Regions from separate parts of the Sus scrofa genome. Here region 2 is linked to region 1. Evidence: chromatin contacts called from public Hi-C data. All regions are on one chromosome and are shown on one strand. Each heading gives the region's core, a stretch centred on a gene start, on an enhancer-like site or on the middle of the called end of the contact. The rest is flanking DNA. Distances are from core to core; before and after follow the strand shown. Region 1 overlaps CRACR2A (EF-hand calcium-binding domain-containing protein 4B). Region 2 overlaps TSPAN11 (tetraspanin-11).

Region 1 (2,700 bases), core at 60-2,559:
CAACACACAGCAAGTAAGGGGCAGAGCCAGGATTCACAGTGAAATAGCCTGGCACCCAAGACCCATTAGAAACCCCTCAACCTGTCTTGGGGCAGGAAGGCCCCATTCAGAGGTGTAGCAGGAAGATTCTGGGGCAGGGCTGCCAAGGCTCGCAGAGAGGAAGGGTTGATGAGAGGAGTGGTAGGTCAGACAGAGCCAGGTTTGAATCTTGGCTCTGCTACTTCCTGTGTGACTTAGGCCAAGTTACTTAACCTCTCCGAGTGGCAACTTCCTTACCTGTAAGACAGGGATGATAATAGTATCCATCTCATTGACTTGTGAGGATTTGGAAGCATGCTGGCATGTAGTAAGCATTCGATGAACGGTAAAATAGTGCCATTTGTTATTATTTTAAATAAGTACGTGTGTGAGTCTTGGAGGGTGTGTCTGGCCAAGTGGAGAGTTTGAGGTGAAGCATAAGGCTCCTTCACTCTCCCAGACGACACGATGTGGAGCTTTGCTGTCAAAGTCTAGTGCGTGGACCAGCAGCATCAGCATCGGCATCACCTGGCAGCATCCCAGGAATGCAGGGTCTCAGGCCTCGCCCCAGCCCCACCGAATCTGCATTCCAGCTAGCTTGGTGACCTGGTCCTAGCCCCTAGGCTTCTCTGAGCCTTGGTTTTCCCACCTGTAAAATGAGGGGCTGGATTATTTTCTGCCCCTTGCCACCCCTCCTCTCTGAGCCCAGCATCGATCACCCCGAGGAGCCACAGCGAAAGTCAGGTGACCCCTCCAGAGGGGATGGCTTCCTTGTTCCCTAAGGAGGCGAGGGCCCGAATGGCTGCAGTGATGCAGCTCAGGGCCTGAATCTTATCTGCAGGGAGCTCCGCTGCTGGCCTGCACCCTCACAGGGAGAGGCCTGCCCCAGAGCCTCTTAGCCCTTAGTCCATCTCCTAGTGGCCTCCACTGGTATTTTTCTCCCCACTTAATGATGATTTAAAAGTCCTTGAGATGAAAGTCAAAGTCACTCTCGGCTGTATGGGCAAAACTAGCTCAGCCAAGTGTTCTGGCCCTGCAGCCACACCTGCCCCGGTCAGCTGGCAAAGCCAGCTTCCAGCTGGGAGCTCAGGTGGGCTTGGGGTCCCTCTGGCAGTGCCTTTTCAGGGTGTCCTCCGAGTGCAGAACCAGAGACCTAGGCTGAGCAGAGCCCTGAAGCAGGAGATGGGAGCCACCCAAGCTCCTGCCTGGGCCCTGCTGCTAACCAGCTGTGTAACCCCAGGCAGCTTGCTTCACTTCTCTGAGCATCCGTTTCCTTACTGGCAACATTCAAGAACGGGATTGGGTTTCTCAGACTTTCTGGTCATGACTCACCAGAAGAAATGCACTTGACTTTGCGGCTCCCACACACTCATTTGTGTGAATTACTCAAGATTTTCATGAAATGTGCTCACCCTCATTAGCTGTGACGGCCTCCGAGGGTTTCTGTTAGAGTCATTTGTGTTCTCTTCTCTTCTGTTAAAGAAAGAAAAGAGTTGGTCACATCCTGCTTCCAGGTTGTTCCTGGACCACGTGATCCCTAGAGATCCTTGCAGCTCAAAAGTCAAAGAAGAAACTGGAACCCCCATGGGGTTACAGAATGATTAGGTGGGGGGCTTTCCAAATGGCTCAGGCTGAAGCCAAGGGTTCCCAGGACATCTAGGAGACAAGCTGGGGGTTCAGGTTGTTTGGGGTGAGGGTGCACTCTGGTTGGTGGTGGAGGAGGAAGGAAGGGCTGGGGAATGGTTTGATTCAGGCTGGAGTCAGGGGATCTTGGGGCATCTCCCAGGCTCCTCTACAAGCTGGCTTTTTGGCACAGGGGCTAACATGTCACTGCATCTGGGAAACAAGCACTGTTCCAGAGACGCACCGAGGCTTGACTGCCATGTGCTGCCCTGGGCTGGGCATTGGGGAACAGTTGCGTGCGACCAGTAGCTGGCGTGTCACAGGCACTGACTCAGTGCCAGGTTGAACTAAGCACACACTACACAGAGGCCCATCTTTAAGGAGTTTATGATCAGACCAAGGAGGCAGAGCCATAAAAATGCCGCTGCAAAGCTGATTAGAGAATCCCTGTGCTGTCGAAACACTAGACAATTAGACAGCGTTGCCATTGGCAGCAGCGGCCTTGGCTTCCTCCTCCGTTTCTGAGCCACACGCCTCATGTATTCCTCCCACGGTACCCAGAGAAATACGACTGATCTGGGAGGAGTCCTGGCTCCAGCTCCCCAGACTGCCCGTGCCCCTCGGGGTTACGGGTTCTCTGCAGAGTGGGAGAGAATCCCCCATCCCAGCAGCCTCCAAGGTCACACCCAGGCAGTGCTTGGGATTGGCATCCCAAAGCTGATGCCAGGGCACCCAGGTTCTGGGGCATGTCAGACAACCCGGGGCCTTTTCTCACTGCCGTGGGTTTTAATTTCTGACCCTGCATTTGGGAGGAGGGCCAGGAGGCGAGTCTGGGAAGTTCCACCTCCCACTGTCTTGTCCTTGGGGGCAGAAGCTGAGAACATCTCAGATCTGAGCTGGAATCTGGGTTCAGTGTTTGGTGCGGGTCCAGTGGGAAACAGCCACAGCCCGGTGGGGCAAGGCGCGGGACAAGGTTGAATGTGGTGGCCTCGGGTTAAAGCCCAGCTCCCCTCTGCCCCTCCAGAGCGGGGGACACTCCCTCTGCACCTCCACTTCCCT
Region 2 (2,700 bases), core at 89-2,588, 270 kb after region 1:
CCAGGCTAAGGGTTGAATTGGAGCTGCAGCTGCCAGCCTACACCACAGCCACAGTAACACAGGATCTGAGCTATACCTGCAACCTACACCACAGCTCACGGCAACGCCAGATCCTTAACCCAGTGAGCAAAGCCAGGGATCGAACCTGAGTCGTCATGGATCCTAGTCCGATTTTCGTTTCCACCGAGCCCCAACGGGAACTCTCTTACTCGCTTTTAATAACATTGTTAGTAAAGACAAATTGATGTTTTTAATTATTTGCATGAGTTTTACCATTCGCCTCTATATTGCGCAGTGCCAGTTTTACATGTAAATTTACAAGCATTTAACTCATACATTGAATCATCAAAGTGACACAATTCCTTTTTCAAAGCTCTTCTGTGCCCATGTATTTTGTTCTCACCGTGACAGTGAAACTGGTGCAGGAAACTAACTCAACTGTTATTATTTCACTTCTTGATACACACACACACACACACACACACACACTTTCAGCACACTCCCCCTTTGGCCTAAGGGTAATAAAGGAAGAGCGGAAAGAGAAAGAACCTATGTACCACTGTCTTTCTTTTCCTCCCGTGTCATCAGTTTTCAGTGTAAGTGTTGACTAATGCAGGAAGCAACAGAAACAGGAAAGGCCAAAGCCATGGCAGGGTCCCTTGGGTGGAGGCTTTCTTCGAATGCACTGCTTTCTGGCTGCTTTGAGCCAAGCTCTGGTTCCAGCAGAGAGCCTGGCCTCCCAGGCCACCAGCACCACCCCCTCCGTCACAGACAGAACCCCTAACCTGGACTTGCTCTGAGGCTCTCCGAGCCCCACGCATCATGGGTGCCCTGGAATTCTCCGGGGGTACTGGCAACGCCAGGACACAGGAGGCAGCAAGGGACGGCAGTGACACACACCATGTCTATCTCCTCAGCTCACATTCACACCCGCCATCCCTGGGACTTCATTTGCAAAACACAAATTCAAAGATAAATTATTAAGAATTTCGAGGAGTTCCCGTCGTGGCGCATTGGTTAACGAATCCGACGAGGGACCATGTAGTTGCAGGTTCGATCCCTGGCCTCACTCAGTGGGTTAAGGATCCGGCGTTGCCGTGAGCTGTGGTGTAGGCTGATGGCTACAGCTCCGATTCGACCCCTAGCCTGAGAACCTCTACATGCCTCAGATACAGCCCCAGAAAAGGCAAAAAAAAAAAAAGAAAAGAAAGAAAAAAAAAAAGAATTTCGAGATGAAACGGCCAAGCATTAAACCAGGCACGGGGCCCCTGTGAGGCTGCGAGTGTTTCTGGCCCAGGAAGGCAGTGAGTGCCAGAACCCTTGTCCTCGTGTGGGTCACATTTCTGGATGGTTGCCCAGTTAGGGCAGAACTAAGCCTTTCTGAGTGGGCCGGTCAAGGGCCCTGGATCCCCTTTCGTGATGTGTATCTTTGGAAAATGCCAGAGGCTGCCGTTTCCTTTCCAGGTCTCCACCCTCTGCTTTAAATCATTTACATTTTTAAAAAGTCAGCTGAGGTCATTCGCACAGAGGTTCTAGTGGGTTTTAAAGGCTCAGAAGAAAAGAATAACAGACAGGAGCAGAAATGGGTGTTGCCCCTTTGGGCTGAGGCCTGGAACAGATTGAAAAGCAAAACGCCTCTAAGAACTTGGAGGCCTGCGCTGAGAAATGCACTGGCTCCTCGCTGCTTTGGCTTTTATGCCAAAGCCCAGCAGATAGGTCGGGACAGGGAAGGGAGTGGCCTGGTGACCAGGGACCCAGTGCTGTCTCAGAGTTGGGGTGAAGTGAGGAGGGGGAGGGGCCGTGTGCAGGGGCCACACGTCTCCACACTTTAGGGTGTGTTTGGCACACACAGAGGTTTAGGGAAGCCAGGAGGGTTTTTTGGTTTTGTTTTTGTTTTGTCTTTTCTAGGGCCACACCCTCAGCCCATGGAGGTTCCCAGGCTAGGGGTCTAATCGGAGCTACAGCTATCAGAGCCGTGTCTGCGACCTACCCCACAGCTCACCGCAACACAAGATCCTTAACCCACTGAGCGAGGCCAGGGATCGAACCCGGAACCTCATGGTTCCTCGTTGGATTTGTTAACCACTGAGCCAAGACAGGAACTCCCAGGAGTTTTATTCCAGAAGGAAAAAACTCCTCTCTCTGTAGGAAGAGAGGGTGGGACAGGAAGTTAGGACTAGAAGCCCTGGGAGAGATGGAAACACTCGGAAGGCAATTAGCACTTTCTGGTAGCTCTGAACAGAAGGCTGAGGGCTTTTACGCTGCTGAAAACCGAAAGTTCCAAGCCAGTCCTGGGAAGCAGGTGCTGGTACTGCGAACTGGAGGAGGGTGGGAGTAAGCCCCCAGCCCCCTCTTTTTAATGTAGAAAGGAAAAGTGAGTTAGAAAAAACAGTGATAAAAACAAGCAGAAGTGAGCGGGAGAAGCCCCAATGACCTCAGACCTTCAAATACTGCGAATCGTTCTGCCCTCCCCCTTGGTTTTAATTTACTCTGTGATGACTGCTAACTGTGAGTCGCTGCTTCTATCATTAGATTTAATAGTTGCAGGACTGGCTGATCTCCAGGGCTCTGCAAACTGTTTCTGGATGACCTGCAAGCCAAGGATGATTTTTACAAACTTACAGGATTGAAATAAAAAACAAAGAAGAATATAGAGCAGAAGCCAGAGGCCCACAGACCTGAAACATGTACTGACTAGTC

Evidence for each region. Hi-C and Micro-C count contacts between places; a contact is called where the count stands out from the background.
Region 2: a contact with region 1 is called in a Hi-C map of embryonic fibroblasts, with 2.0 times the contacts expected there. The contact joins two enhancer-like sites. A contact is called at or near these places in 2 of 47 Hi-C or Micro-C datasets (embryonic fibroblasts and fibroblasts) and 1 of 2 datasets of contacts at active chromatin or transcription factors (skeletal muscle).

Annotation. Positions count from the first base shown.
Region 1 is chr5:66,590,367-66,593,066 of Sscrofa11.1, forward strand. The region is part of intron 5 of CRACR2A (EF-hand calcium-binding domain-containing protein 4B); the gene reads left to right. Among named protein-coding and RNA genes, the nearest start is that of CRACR2A, 17 kb to the left of the region's middle. Within about 2 kb of position 1,310, at least 10 of the 83 cell types and tissues checked have an H3K27ac peak or open chromatin away from gene starts, as enhancers often do. A contact at or near this core is called in embryonic fibroblasts, where this site is marked.
Region 2 is chr5:66,858,808-66,861,507 of Sscrofa11.1, forward strand. The region is part of intron 1 of TSPAN11 (tetraspanin-11); the gene reads left to right. Among named protein-coding and RNA genes, the nearest start is that of TSPAN11, 7.4 kb to the left of the region's middle. Within about 2 kb of position 1,339, at least 32 of the 83 cell types and tissues checked have an H3K27ac peak or open chromatin away from gene starts, as enhancers often do. A contact at or near this core is called in embryonic fibroblasts, where this site is marked.